Regions from separate parts of the Oryctolagus cuniculus genome. Here region 2 is linked to region 1. Evidence: chromatin contacts called from public Hi-C data. All regions are on one chromosome and are shown on one strand. The core of a region is the stretch at or near the end of the contact, and the rest is flanking DNA. Distances in the headings are between cores, read along the strand shown. Region 1 overlaps RFX2 (regulatory factor X2). Region 2 holds the start of LOC138845617 (long-chain-fatty-acid--CoA ligase ACSBG2-like).

Region 1 (7,184 bases), core at 621-3,120:
TGCCTCTAGGAAGCCGGATGGCAAGTGGGGTGGCCAGCACTTGAGCCAGCACTCACGTGTGGAGTGCCAGTGTCGTAGATGGCAGCTTAAACACCACCTCAATGCAGCCCCAAAGATGAGCTTTTGATAAAAGCAATTTTTTTTGACAGGTAGAGTTAGACAGTGAGAGAGACAGAGAGAAAGGTCTTCCTTTGCCGTTGGTTCACCCCCAAATGGCCGCCGCGGCCGGCACTGTGCTGATCCGAAGCCAGGAGCCAGGTGCTTCTTCTGGTCTCCCATGGGGTGCAGGGCCCAAGCACCTGGGCCATCCTCCACTGCACTCCCTGGCCACAGCAGAGAGCTGGCCTGGAAGAGGGGCAACCGGGACAGAATCCGGTGCCCCGACCGGGACTAGAACCCCATGTGCCGGCGCCGCAAGGCGGAGGATTAGCCTAGTGAGCGCCAGCCACATTTCTGCTTTCTTAAAACCTCATGCTAAACTGACAGGTTTGTTCTTGAACTTTCTGCCCGGGTGGAGCCTCCTGATTTGCCGTTTGGTTACGTCCAGGGAGGCTGAAGGGGCAGAGGGGAGGGGTCAGGCAGGAGAGGCCCTGACGAAGACAGCGTTGATCAGGTGTTGATGATGAAAGTGCACGTGGTGTCTTGTTGGGAACTGGGACCACTGGGAGCCACAGCCCTGAAGTCCAGGTCGAGCAGAGACTGCAGAGGGCTGAGGGGTGCACGCCAGAGACTCCTCAGGCTTCCCGAAGCCAAGTCTTCTAGCACACTCTTGGCAGATGCCGGACGGGCGAGCGGTCTCTTCCTTACCTGATTGTGTTCAGCTGGTGTGACGCCGGATGGCTTTGAATGTGCGCAGGAAAGCAGCTGTGGCTTCTCCCCAGGTGGGAACACCTGCCAGGCCCCTCCGGGCCTCCCTGGTCTGCTCTCTCTGTTGTAACAATGCCTGGGCAGCAGAAGGGTCAAGGGCGTGGTGCCCGTGTGTGGGGAGGGCCTTGTGGCGGAGCATGGCTCATGGGGAGGCAGCGCCCGGCTAGCTGTGGTCTCCCTTCTTACTTGGGTATGGGGACGTGCCCTGCCCTGGAGCGCGTGCTGCGTGGGCAGAGGTGGCGCCCCCACCCCGGGCTTCCCTCTCTTACCATCTCCCTTCTTCTTACCAACTTGGCTGAGCACCCTGCCCTCGGCCGGCCCCACCCACCACGCGGCAGCCCCGAATGGCTCTGTATGGCAGTTTCCCGTGTGGGAACGTCCCCCGGGACCCAGGGTGCCCACCCAGGACATGGCACATGCCCCAGGACAGCACACGCCCCAGGAGAGGCCCACCCCTGCCTGAGCGAACAACGCAAGGATTGTTCAGACCCCGTGTTTTGACTGAGGCTTCTCAGAAGTGAGCCAAGTAAACTTGACATTCAGGAAGACGGCTGCCTGGGTTCTGTTGCCAATTCTGCAGTTCAAGTTTTCAAACAAAAAATAAGAATTTTGGAAAACTTGTCTGCCACCAGGGGCCCTGGCAGCTTCCTGATGGGTGGTGATATTAACAAATGTGATTTCCTGCTGTGTTCAATGAAACATGCCAGCATTTGGGAGGCCTGCCAACCCAGCGAAGCCATATTTTCCGGATGACCAATGCGTGGTGTTATAAAAACACCCATCGGTGAAACAGCCATCCAAAATGCAAGGCAGTACTCATTTTTCACAGGAAGATTCAGTTATACAACATGAAATTCACCACTTAAAGTGCGCCAGTAGTGGCATTCAGAACCTTCCCCGTGCAGCCAGCACCTACCTCTGGTTCCAGAACATTCCACCGGCTCAGAGGACCCCAGCACCTGTGGCAGTCGCTCCCCACGGCCCCGCCCCGTCCCTGGGACCTGCCCGTGCCGTGCGTTTCCTGACAGGAGCCTCGCGCTGCGAGTTCTGGGCTGAGCTCTCGTGGCTCCGTGGCTCCAGCGGTCGTCCAGGCTGCGGCGCGCCGGCTCCATGCCACTTGTGGCTGGGTGACAATCTGTGGTGTGGGCGCCCCACTGCCCCGGCCTCCGCCGCTCCCGCTGAGGTTGGCTGTCGCTCTGACCAGGTCCTGCATCCGCGATGCGTCCGCAGTTTGATGGTCACCTGTCTCGAGGTTTGTGGAGACTTGAACGTGGGAGGTTGGCAGCCGCTGTATCCCCAGGCGCGCTCGGAGCCTCCCTCCCCGACTCGTGTAGTGTTTCTCACGTGCTTGGCGGAGTCCTGGCTTCGCTCTCCCCTCTGCTCCTCGGGCTGAGACGCAGCCACCGACCCGTCCTCACGCTCCCCCGTCCTCTCCCCGCCTCTGCAGGTCTGCTTTTTTTTTTAAGATTTATTTATTTATTTGAAAGTCAGAGTTACACAGAAAGGGAAGAAGGGGCAGAGAGGGAGAGGTCTTCCATCAGCCGGCTCCTCCCCAACTGGCCACAACGGCCAGAGCTGGGCCAATCCAAAGCCAGGATCCAGGAGCTTCCCTCGGGTCTCCCACACAGGCACTTGGGCCATCCTCTACTGCTTTCCCAGGCCATAGCAGGGAGCTGGGTCAGAAGTGGAGCAGCCAGGACTTGAACTGGTACCCATATGGGATGCCGGCATTGTAGACTGGGGCTTTAACCCGCTGCGCCACAGCGCCGGCCCCTTAACAAGCTCGTTCAGTCGCAGTCGGTTGAGTTCGTGGACGCGAGGTTTTGGGAAATGCAGGGTGGCTGGCTTCCGGCAAGGGGCCCCAGCCCGCACTGTTGGACTCTCGTACGCATTCCAGGTTTTCGGAGCTGGGTGAGTGGTGTGCTGGCTTTCAGTTCTTCTTTGTTATGGTATATGTGTGCCACTTTTGATTGATGTGGACTGCTGGACCCCTTGCACATTTTTGGGGTACTGTACAACGTTTCCACACAGACACAGCACTGACGCCCCAGCAGGACTTCTTTTCCTGCTCCCCTCTGCGCGTGTGGCGCCTCGCAGCCCCTCTAGCTCTAGGGGAGAGGAGGCTCCATGGTTGAGACCCGCTATGCCAGACATATAGTGGCTTCTCTTGCCCTTCCCAGTGTGCTGTGCACCCGACAAGGCCACCTGGGAGTGGGGCTTCCAGAGGGTCCTGAACTCTGCCCCCAGGCCCGGGCGGGCGTGTGTACCTCCCTGCCCAGGCTGTGGGTCTGCATGGCCACAGGGCAAGGCTCAGGGACGCGTGTGTGTTTACTTCTCCCTCACCCGGGCCCTGGGAGAAGGGACCCTGGCACCTTCCCTGGTTTGTGGCAGGCGTGGCGAATGCGAGAAGACCCTCTGTGGGCAGAAGAGGCCTCCAGAGGCAGTACCATTCTCCAGCTTGGCTCTGGGGGCCCGGGCTGTGGAGCCACCTTGGGCCTGCCTCGTGCAGAAGTCCTTGCCATCCAGGGGTGCTTTGGGAAAATCAAAGTGCGCCTGCATTTACGCTCCTGGTCTTTTCTGTCACGATGACTGAGATCGTCACTTCCCGACTTCCACACGTGAGCTAGGTCAAGTTCAACAAGTGCAGACGTGGGGGCCATGTGCGGCTGGTGCTTCTGGCTGGGCATAGGCCTGCCCAGCACCCCTGCACCTGGCCCTGTGCGCCCAGCTCACAGCCCTGCCCACCCTCTGGAAGTCCAGCCCTCAGCTCCCTCGACTGCTTCCAGGACTCCATGTCCTTTCCGCACAGCCTCACTCCACAAACACCCGGGCTTGGTCACTGTGACTGCACAGGGGCCCCGGGCCTACACCTGCCCATGGCAGGGCCTGTGTGTATCTTGGGCCTTGGTGGTGTTTTCCCGAAGCGCGCAGCAAGGAGACCTCAGACTATGTGTCAGGACAGGCTGGCTGGGAGGTCAAGACCATTGACATCTTTGGTTTTGTTCGTCTGATTCTCCAAGCAGCAGAGTGACTGCCGATTAGCGTGCTGTGCCTGGGCACCTGCCAATCCTGTCCCAGTGCAGTGGCAGAGGGTTTGTTTTGTTTTAAGATAGATTCGATTTGATTTGAAAGGCAAAGTGACAAAAAGAGAGAGAGAGATGTCTTCCATCTGCTGGTCTGCTCCCCCAGTGGCTACAATGGCCAGGGCTGGGCCAGGCCAAAGCCAGGAGCCAGGTACTCCATCCAGGTCTCCTGCGTGGGTGGTAGGGCCCCAAGCACTTGGGCCGTCCTCCACCGCTTTCCCAGGCCACAGCAGAGAAGCCGGGACTCGAACAGGTGCTCCAGTGTGGGACGCCGGCGCTGCTGCCGGCGGCCTAACTGAAGTGCGGTGGCGAGTTCTGACCCTGTGACTTGAGCCTGCTGCTTGTACTGGCCCGCCCCGCTCGGCTCTGGGCTCACCACTGAACCGGCCCTGTGTGATTCTGAGGAGCTGCAGTCGTTATTTGGATGTTAGTAACAGCAGACCTTGGCTCATGCTAACCATCTGATTTCCTTTTCCCCCGTTTTGTTTTGTCTTGTCTCTGCACACATTTTCTGTAGCTTGAAATGGCGATTGAAAACCTCCAAAAAAGCGAAGGAATCACATCACACAAAAGCGGTTTACTCAACAGCCATGTAAGTGTGTGTCGGCCTCGGCGGGCTGCTCGTGGCGTAAAAACCAGACAGGGAGAGGACGCTGGAGGGCAGAGAGGGAGCAAGAGACCCAGCCCAGCAGTGTGCAGGGAGCGAGCGAGCGAGCGAGTGTCTCCTTCCACAGGGAGGGACGGTGAAGACAGGGTCTGTGCGCTGAGAGGAGGCGGCGCCGCCCGGCTGGGGTGTCACGGGGACTCTTTACGCCGCCCGGCCGGGGTGTCACGGGGACTCTTTAGTGCAGGCGAGCTCCCGCGGAAGCGCCCGGCAGTGCAGCCGCACGCGAAAAAGACAACAAACGCCGAAATGGGCAACCACAAAAAGGGATCGGGAAGCCCAGTTTTCCTGGCTTCGAGGCTGTAAGGAACTGGTCACCTGAGCAAAGGGTAGCAGCAACTGAGAGCTGCCGGCTGTAGCGATCGGAGGTTCTTGGCCGTTGTCTGCCTTGAGGGAGAAGACCCGTGGCTGTAGGGCCTGTGCAGGAAGCTGGGGGAGCCCTGGCTCCGGGCAGCTCGGTGGCCAGCGGGGACTGCACGAGGCACTTGCTCAGGCCCTCCGTCCCGGGCGATGACGTGGCGGGGGGAGGGCACAGCTCCTCGAACCTGCCCCTTGCACGTGACTCCTCCTTCCATGTTGGCGTCTGCAGGAGCCCAGCTGGGGGGGGGGGGCAGCCCCAAGGGCGGGGCCCTCCTGTTAGCCCTCCCCAGGCACACACGCCCACCCTTGGCGTGGGGTTTGACTTTGCTTGCACCCGGTCCTACCGCTGACCCCTCAGAGACTCTGGTGATGGCTGATGTCCAAATAAAGCTTTACTTGAAAGTCAGAGTTAGAGAGAGAAGGAGACGCAGAGAGAGAGAGAGAGAGAGAGAGAGAGAGAGAGAGAGAGGTCTTCCATCTGCTGGTTCACTCCCCAGTTGGCCACATGGCTGGAGCTGCGCCAGCCTGAAGCCAGGAGCTTTCCGGGTCTCCCATGTGGGTGCAGGGGCCCAAGGACTTGGGCCATCTTCCACTGCTTTCCCAGGCCACAGCAGAGAGCCTGATCGGAAGTGGAGCAGCCAGGACTCGAACCAGTGCCCATGTCGGATGCCGGCACTGCAGGCAGTGGCCTCACCCTCTGCCCTGGCGCCGGCCCCATCATTCAGTTCTAGTCCGCTTCCCCTTGGGGTCACTCATCGGTGCACGGAGAGGAGATGGGACCCGCGGTTGCCTGAGGGTCTGTCTGGGTCAGTCCTGTCCCCAGTTACCTTCCACTCAGCGGGAAGAACGCGTCATCAAGACACCATGCATCTGTCCACATCAGCGTCTCCCTCCTTACCCAGGCGAAGAATCCTCCTCTTGACGCACAGAACACGGGCAGAGGGGCAGCGATGCACGGAGGTGGTCGCCTTCTCCAGGCCTTGCTTCTGACCTGCGACTGGTCACCTCCGGCTGGTGGACAGGCTCGAGACTCCAGCTCCCGGGCTCCTGGCCCAAGGTTTTTTGTAGCCTGCGGCCGCCAAGCCTAACCTCCTGTGGTCATTTGGCTTCTGCCCAGCTCACCTTGGCACTCAGGCCCTTGGGACGTTGGGCTGCCCTGAGCAATGGCGCCTCCTGCTCCCCACAGCGAGTGCCTGGGCTCAGCCCGGCTTTCCCAGCCTGTTCTGGAAGCATCTCCAAGACCCTGGGCCGCACAGTGACAGAGCCAGCTTTGCCTCTGCCCTCACGGGGCACTCTTGAGGACCTGGGGGTGGGGAGGGGCCAGCAGTAAATAAAGCAGTGCGAGCCCCGATCCTGCACAAGCTCAGAGGGCCCAGTATGGGGCAGCCGCTGCTCGCCCAGACTCTGCACCGAGTGAAAGTCGAGGGGACGGTGGCAGAGAGAGGACCCGCTCCTCCAGCGCCAAGGCCAGGGCCGTGCCCGGTGGCCGCAGAGAGGCGCCGCCCAGACAGCATCAGGGCAGTGCAGGGTGAGGAAGGGACAGCACCTGCTGACCTCCCAGTTCCGAGTCACCCAGCTTCCCCAGAGCGAGGCAGGGAAGGCTGCAGAGGCCAGATGTGGTCATGGCGGCCAGGCCGGGCGTGGGGAGCAGGAGAGCGCTCGGTGAGGTGCCTACCAAGGCCACCAGTGACAAGACCAGAGGCCGACTCCAAGGCATGGGCTCCCTGCTCCCCAGGTTCCCCGATGGCTGAGGGCGCAGATCCGACCGTGCACAGAGACTGGCGCACAGCTGCAGCCTTGGGAGAGGGCCGGGAGCCGAGACCCTGTCTGCAGGAGCCCAGCCTAGAGGGTGGGGCCCTCCTGTCAGCCCTCCCCAGGCAGGCTCAGCACCCTCCTCCCCCAGCTCCTGAGACGCCGTCCTCTGCCCTCAGTGCCAGAGAGCAAGTCTGGTCCCACCTCCGACTGCCTGCTCTGTCCCAGACCGACTGCCACCGTGTCTCCAGGTCTGTCATTCCGCTGGAGGAGCTGCTGGGCCCCACCTAGTAAACTGTGTTTCCATAAGGAGCCCAAGGCTTCCGTCCTTCCCAGCTGGTCTGCGGTAGGGGACAGACGCACAGGCAGGACTCAGCCTTGCTCCGTGCACGTGGCTCCTGCCTCCCCCAGCCACGGTGAAGGTCACGCGGGGCAGCGGGAGCAGCACCTGCCCCATG
Region 2 (6,988 bases), core at 2,084-4,583, 63 kb before region 1:
GAGCCGCGGCGCCGGCTTCCACAACTTAACAGTGATGAAACCCGGAATGATGAGACTGGCATGATGTCAGTCGTCCTGGGGACACTGACAGCACCCCGTTTTACAGAAGACGAAAGCAGGGGCCAGGCCAGCAGTGTTGCCTGCTCAGGGTCCCACAGCAAGGGAGTCTTAGCCACCACTCAGCTGCTGGAGGCGTCCCCGGGGGCTCTTCACCAGCAGTTCCCCGGGGCCAGTGGCGAGTGCTGCTCGGAGATTTTTGCCTTTTTACTTCTGAGTCTGAGACCCCCTGCCCAGCCCAGTGTCTCTGGGACGGCAGTGCCCTGCTGTTCGGCCCGGGGCAGGGCCGCCTTACCCTGCTAGGATGGCGCCAAGGGCGGCCACGGACCACTGCGTGGAGTTGAATCCCAGGATCCCGACGCCGTGGAAGCGCTCCAAGCCCAGCTGCGAGGGAAGCAGAGGCAGGGGCGCGCCGTCACGTCTGGGCCCCCACCCTCGTCCCGGGCTGCTTCCCCCTCTGCCGGCCCGTTGTGGGGGCGTCTGATCCCCCCACCCCTCATCCCAGGCTGCGAGGCTGGCCAAGAATCTAACGGAAGGCGTCAGTGTGCCGACACCTGAGACTGAGACACCACTGGTGCAGACAGAGTGAATCTCCAGTGATGTGTAGACTGATGTATGTCTCTTTTATAAAAGCATTATTTATGCATTTGCTATTTATTTGAAAGGCAGAGAGAGAGAGAGAGAGAGAGAGAGAGAGAGAGAAGGCTTCCATCTGCTGGCTTACTCTCCAAACGGCTGCAGCGGCCAGGGTTGGGCCAGGCTGGAGCCGGGAGCTCCATCCTGGTCTCCTCTGTGGGCGCCCTGGACCCAAGTCCTTGGGCCATCACTACTGTCTTTCAGCGGTCCCTGGGACGCATCCCGGGCGTGTGGAGGTCAGTCTGTGTGACCAGTAGGACGCGCGGCAGCAGTGACGCCCAGCGCCTTGGTCCCTGCCACCCGCGTGGGAGACCAGATGAGTTCCCAGCTCCTGCCTTAGTCTGGCCCAGCCCTGGCTGCTGTGGGCATTTGGGGAGGGAGCCAGCGGGTTGCAGGTGTCAGTCTTTCTCCATCTCCCTCCATCTCCATCTCTGCCTTCCAAATACACAATCAAGACACTGAGATAAGAGCTGGGGAACTGGGTGGCTGAGGGCCAGGGGTCCCGCCGAACGCTTCCCCGGTCGCCTTGCTGCCTGGCCCCGGATGGGGTGGGAGGGGCCGGAGCAGCAGCGGGCGGCCGTACCTTGATGAGGGCCCTGGCGGCCCTGCGGCAGGCCTCGTAGTACTGGTTAAAATTCAGGATCTCCCACTTCCTGCTGCTCTTGGACGCCAGCGCCGGGTAAGCGCCGAATCGGTTGACTGAGTTGCGAAAGAACTCGGGGATGGTCATGGGGGTCTCGTGGCCCGGCCCGTGCTTTGAGAGTCGCAGGAGGACCTCTCCGTCTCGCTGGACGGTCCACAGGCTGGGAGAGACTGCAGGCAGGCACCGGGGGCGTTGGAAGTGGAGCCGGGACTGGAAGCCAGGGCTGCGGGCGTCCCCCACGGTGGCTTCACCCCTGCCCCTAAGTGGTGGTTTTCCTTCTCCCTTGCGAAAGGGCAGCTTGGAGAAGGCGGCTGCCCGCGGCCACGGGAGGCCCCTCGGTCCAGCACGGCCGTGTGCGCACCGCTGTGGCCACACTGCGTGCACGTGGAGCAGCAGGGGCCAGACACTGCGCAAAGGAGGCCCCGCCCTACACTGTCCATCACCCGCCTGGGAGGAGTGGTCAGGTGGCCCCCAGAGGGTCAGGCACCTCGGCCAAGGCCTGAGGCTTGGGCCAAGGATGGCGCAGTCAGCCAGCCTCCCCGGCCCAGCGTACCTGGTGTTTTGCTTGCCTCTGTTGCATGGTCCTCGGCCTCCTCCTCTTGAGTCGCTGGGGGCTCAGGCTTCCCGGGCTCCACGGGACTGCTTTTCATACTACTGCAAGGCAAAGAGCAGGCCCCTGAGCAGGGCCGGCAGAGGGACCAGCTTCCATCCACTGCTCGTGTCTGCCGAGAACCCCGGGGGTGGATTCGTCATGCCTGCCCCGGGCTGAGCAGGAGAGGAGAGGGGTGGTGTGCCAGATGGCAGGGAGCTGAAGCAGTGCTCACCTGGGACGTCACCTGCTGTGCCCGACACCAGCTCCCGGCCCTAAGCTGTAAATTATCTCTAGGTGACTCCTAATGCTTGCTAACAATTACCTGTTGTTCGGTATACATGCAGCTTTCTGCTTTTTTAATTTAAAGATTCATTTTATTTCTTTGAAAGAGAGACAGAGAGAGAGAGACCTTCCATCCACTGACTTGCTCCCCAGATGGCGGCCAGCCCTCCAGGCGCTGCACGGAGCGCCTGTGGCTGCGGGATTTGCCTCGGGCTGCCCCCCCATGAGCTCAGGACCCGCACAACCTCGCCCCCCCCCCCCGGACTGCGCGTTGCGGGCGCAGCCTCCAGGTGGCGCTGTCCCCCAGGAGCGCTCCGGGGCCCCTGCAGGTGCGGGGTGGGGAGACGTTTCGCTGCCTCCTCCTGCCCCTGCCAAGTGGCCCCCTACCCCGGGGCCTGGCCAGCGCCCGAGCCACACAATCGTCTTTGTGAAGTTAGCCTGGCGAGCCCCGAGGGCGCATCATTCTGGAGCCGCAGGCAAGTGGCCGACGTGGGAGCGTGGGCTAGACGCAGAATTCCCGCGCGTCTCGCCTGGGTCTGGGTCCAGCTCCCTGCTCGCGCGCATTGCACCCTGGGAGGCAGCAGCAGGTGCGGGGCCTGTGCCACCCACGTGGGAGACCCGCATGGGATTCTGCGCTCCTGGCTTCGGCCTGGCACAGCCCTGGCTGTTGTGGCCATCTGGGCAGCGAACCAATGGACGGAAGATGCGTGTGTGTGTGTCTGTCTATTGCTCTTTCAAGCAGATGAAAATAAACTCTTTATAAAATAGGAAATTGCAGCTAACACGGCTAACGCTCCCGGCTCCAGCCCACTGAAAAGCGAGGAGAAGCGAGTTCAACAAGGGCGCTGAAGGCAAGATGGGGACTCGGGTCTCCGTAGCTTCCCGCCACCGCGTGCCCCACCCCCAGGCCCCGGCACCTGCCCCTCTTCATGAGGTAGGGTTTGGGCGGCCACGGTCAGGCATCAGGAGCTGTGACATCTGCCCCTCCCACGGAGACGGCGGACGGGCAGCCCCTCCCCTCCCCGGCCCTCGTCACCCTCCAGGGCTGGCCTGGACGCTGGTGGTGGAGGGAGGGCAGGAAGGTGGGCAGTTCCCCCCTCTCCAATAGGTCTTCTACCCCATTCAACCTTCCAGAACCTTCCGGAACCTTCTAGAACCTTTTGTGACATCACTGGATACCCCTGCCCCACCCCCCCAGCAGGGACCTGCTTCCAAGGGCAGATGTTATCGTCTGCTTCTCACTCATCGTTCGTTCATCCACGCGTGCGTTTGTGCCTTGAGCCACGAGAGACACAGGTCTCCTATCTGCTGGTTCACTCCCCAGTTCCCCCTGACAGCCAGGGCCGGAGCTGGGGGCTCAGAACCCCACCCAGGTCTCCCAAGTGCTCGAGCCGCCGGCACTGCCGCCTCCCAGGGTCTGCAGTAGCGGGGAGCGGGGAGCGGGAATCGGGAGCAGAGCCAGGACTTGAACCCAGGCGCTGGACCAGAATTAGGCCCCGGGCTGCGCCAGGCTGGGCGGGCACCGCACTGGAGGGCGGCTTGATGCCCGGAGCTAGTGTGTTCACCAGGAGTGGCCCCCCGGGCGAGGAGGAGGCGGGTCCTCTCACCTTTTGGGGGGATGGCGGGGAGGCGGTCGGGGGGCACGGGGACCTGACATTCTCAGGCAGACAGCTCAAGTCCTGAGACTGGAAGTTGGCTTCGGTTCAAATGTGCAAAGGGAGTGAACACGCCAGGGCATCCTTGACGTCCTGCCTCCTGAGCTGAGAGTGACGGGGGTGGGGGGTGACCTTGAGCCGGGCTCCCAGGCTGGTGGCCAGGCACCGGAGTCTCCGCCTCTGATTGGCACAGTGCACACTCAGCACACACACACATGTGTTCACACACTAAGACACACAACCACACATGTACACTCAAACACATGTATGTCCTCATACAGTGACACACACACCACACACACACACACACTCCTACACCTTTTTTTTTTTTTTTTTTGACAGGCAGAGTGGACAGTGAGAGAGAGAGACAGAGAGAAAGGTCTTCCTTTGCCGTTGGTTCACCCTCCAATGGCCGCCGCGGCCGGCGCGCTGCGGCCGGCGCACCGCGCTGATCCGATGGCAGGAGCCAGGAGCCAGGTGCTTCTCCTGGTCTCCCACGGGGTGCAGGGCCCAAGTACTTGGGCCATCCTCCGCTGCACTCCCTGGCCACAGCAGAGAGCTGGCCTGGAAGAAGGGCAACCGGGACAGAATCCGGCACCCCGACCGGGACTAGAACTCGGTGTGCCGGCACCGCTAGGCAGAGGATTGGCCTAGTGAGCTGCGGCGCCTGCCACTCCTACACCTTATTTAAAAAGAAGAGAATGTCTTCACACTGGACTGCTGAAAGGGTAAGATCTCCGGCAGCCACTTTGCCCCCAGGAGCGAGCCCAGCACAGGGAAAGCAGAGCCGGAGCGTGGGTAAGGGGAGATCAGGTTCTGGTGGCAGCCTCGGAGCCCCTGGATCCAGCTGTACCTGAAGCCTGACCTCCCTGGGTTTTACTTTCTCCATTTGCGCAGAAGGCAGTAGAAATTTTTCTGTACGGGGCCGGACAGCAACTATTTTTAGCATCGCAGGTGACTGTCTCACTGAGGGCAGCCGCAGCACGTTTCACACCGGACAGCAGGTGGCAGGCTCGGCCCGGCCCGCGGACTCCAGCTTTCCGACCCCTGGGTTAAAGGGTGGAGCCCATGGGAGGAGACAACAGTGAGGAGGGAGCGAGGCACACTCAGGGCACCAGACTGGGGCGCGAGCAAGCGCTATAACCGCGGGGGGCTTCAGAAGTCTGCAAGAGAATGGGGCTAAAGGACACGTGTATGTTGGTGCCCCCAGACTTTGAAATCTGTACCCATGAGGCCGTGTGAAAGTTCATGGCAGATACGATCGGTGAAAAAGCGGGGGCTCACCAAAATGAACCTTTTTTTTCTTTGAGATTTATTTTATTTATTTGAAAGGCAAAGTGACGCTGAGGGAGACACAGGCAGAATGAGGTCTTCCATCCACCGGTTCACTCCCCAAATAGCCGCAGTGGCCAGGGCCTGGCCGGGAGCTGCATCCAGGTCCCACACGGGGGTGGCTGGGGCTCGAGCGCTTGGGCCGTTACTGCCGCCTTCCCAGGCGCATTTGCAGGAAGCTGGGTTGGAAGTGGAGGAGCCGGGACTCGAACCGGCGCTCAGAGGGGATGCCAGCATCACAGGCTGCAACTTAACCCACTGCACCACAGTGCTCGCCCCCCAAATAAGCTTTTTAAAAGTAATTTAAGAAATGTGTTTGAGAGGCAGAATGGCGGACAGGGGGGTCTTCCATCGCTGGTTCACTCCCCAAATGGCCACAGGGGCTGGGAACGGGGGTCTGCAGCCAGGAGCCGGGCGCTCAGCCTGGGTCTCCACTGTGGGTACAGGGGGCCGGCTGCTCGAGCCGTCACTTGCTGCAGCGTCCCGGGGTGCGTGCAGCAGGACGCCACAGTCAGGCGCTGGAGCCCGGACTTGAACTTGGTCCCCCAGTACGGGGATGCGGCCCTAAGCTTTTTCTTTAAATTCTACTTTGCCATGAACTTTAAAACCCTTTTTTCGTTTATTTCCATTGTATTAGGGAAAAAGTCTTCCATCTGCTGCTTCACTCCCCAAATACCTGCCACAGCCAGGGCTGAGCCAGGCTGAAGCCGGGAGCCTGGAGCTCCACCCACGGCTCCCACACGGGAGCAGGCACTGTCGCCTCCCAGGGTGCACCTTGGCAGGACCCCGAGCCAGGACGTGACCCCGGGTCCTTAGACATGGGACGAGAGGGCCCAAGCAGCGTTCTAACCGCAGTGACAGCTGCCTGCCCTGTTGGGAGCTCCATGTGTGGCCCAAGTCCACGGACAACCCCTGTGTCCCGCACAGGCGACCTGTGCTCTTCCCTGGGGCCACGTGTTCAGGATCACACAGGCCTGGTGGGGGAGGTCGTGTGGTCTGACCCACGTCCCAGCCCTGGGGGATGAGGGTGGCCCTGGCCACGGCCATGCTGCGGACCAAGCTTCTAGCACACAAAACCTGTGGAGAACAAACCCAGTGGAGGGGCCAGCGCTGTGGCATAGCGGGTGAAGCCGCCGCCTCTAACACTGGCATCTCATGGGGGCGCTGGTTCGAGTCCCGGCTGCTCCACTTTCCACCCAGCTCTCTGCTAATGGCCTGGGAAAGCAGTAGAAGATGGCCCAAGTGCCTGGGCCCCTGCACCCATGTGGGAGACCTGGAAGAAGCTCCTGGCTTTGGATCGGCCCAGCTCTGGCCGTTGCAGCCATTTGAGAAGTGAACCAGAGGATGGAAGACCTCTCTCTCTCTCTCTCTCTCTCCCTTTCAAATAAATAAAAACAAATCTTTAACAAAACCTGATGCAGGTGTTGATAGAATGTTTTCTATCCATTTCTGTCTTCCTAACTTTTTTTTTTTTTTTTTTTGAGACAGGCAGAGTGGACAGTGAGAGAGAGAGACAGAGAGAAAGGTCTTCCTTTGCCGTTGTTTTACCCTCCAATGGCCGGCGCGCTGCGGCCGGCGCACCGCGCTGATCCGATGGCAGGAGCCAGGTGCTTTTCCTGGTCTCCCATGGGGTGCAGGGCCCAAGCACCTGGGCCATCCTCCACTGCACTCCCTGGCCACAGCAGAGAGCTGGCCTGGAAGAGGGGCAACCGGGACAGAATCCGGCGCCCCAACCGGGACTAGAACCCGGTGTGCCGGCGCCGCTAGGCGGAGGATTAGCCTAGTGAGCCG

What was found. Hi-C and Micro-C count contacts between places; a contact is called where the count stands out from the background.
Region 2: a Hi-C map of liver shows a contact between it and region 1, with 8 times the contacts expected there. The contact joins the promoter of LOC138845617 here to the enhancer-like site in region 1. A contact is called at or near these places in 4 of 6 Hi-C or Micro-C datasets (ear pinna, liver, skin fibroblasts and 1 more).

What each region holds. Positions count from the first base shown.
Region 1 is chr16:60,474,642-60,481,825 of mOryCun1.1, reverse strand. The region is part of intron 5 of RFX2 (regulatory factor X2); the gene reads left to right. Among named protein-coding and RNA genes, the nearest start is that of RANBP3, 22 kb to the right of the region's middle. Within about 2 kb of position 1,870, at least 1 of the 8 cell types and tissues checked has an H3K27ac peak or open chromatin away from gene starts, as enhancers often do. A contact at or near this core is called in ear pinna, where this site is marked.
Region 2 is chr16:60,539,707-60,546,694 of mOryCun1.1, reverse strand. It overlaps LOC138845617 (long-chain-fatty-acid--CoA ligase ACSBG2-like), which reads right to left and starts at 3,333. Exons shown (of 15, transcript XM_070058732.1): 1 at 3,128-3,333; 2 at 1,890-1,990; 3 at 1,277-1,506; 4 at 353-441. The coding sequence starts at 3,141.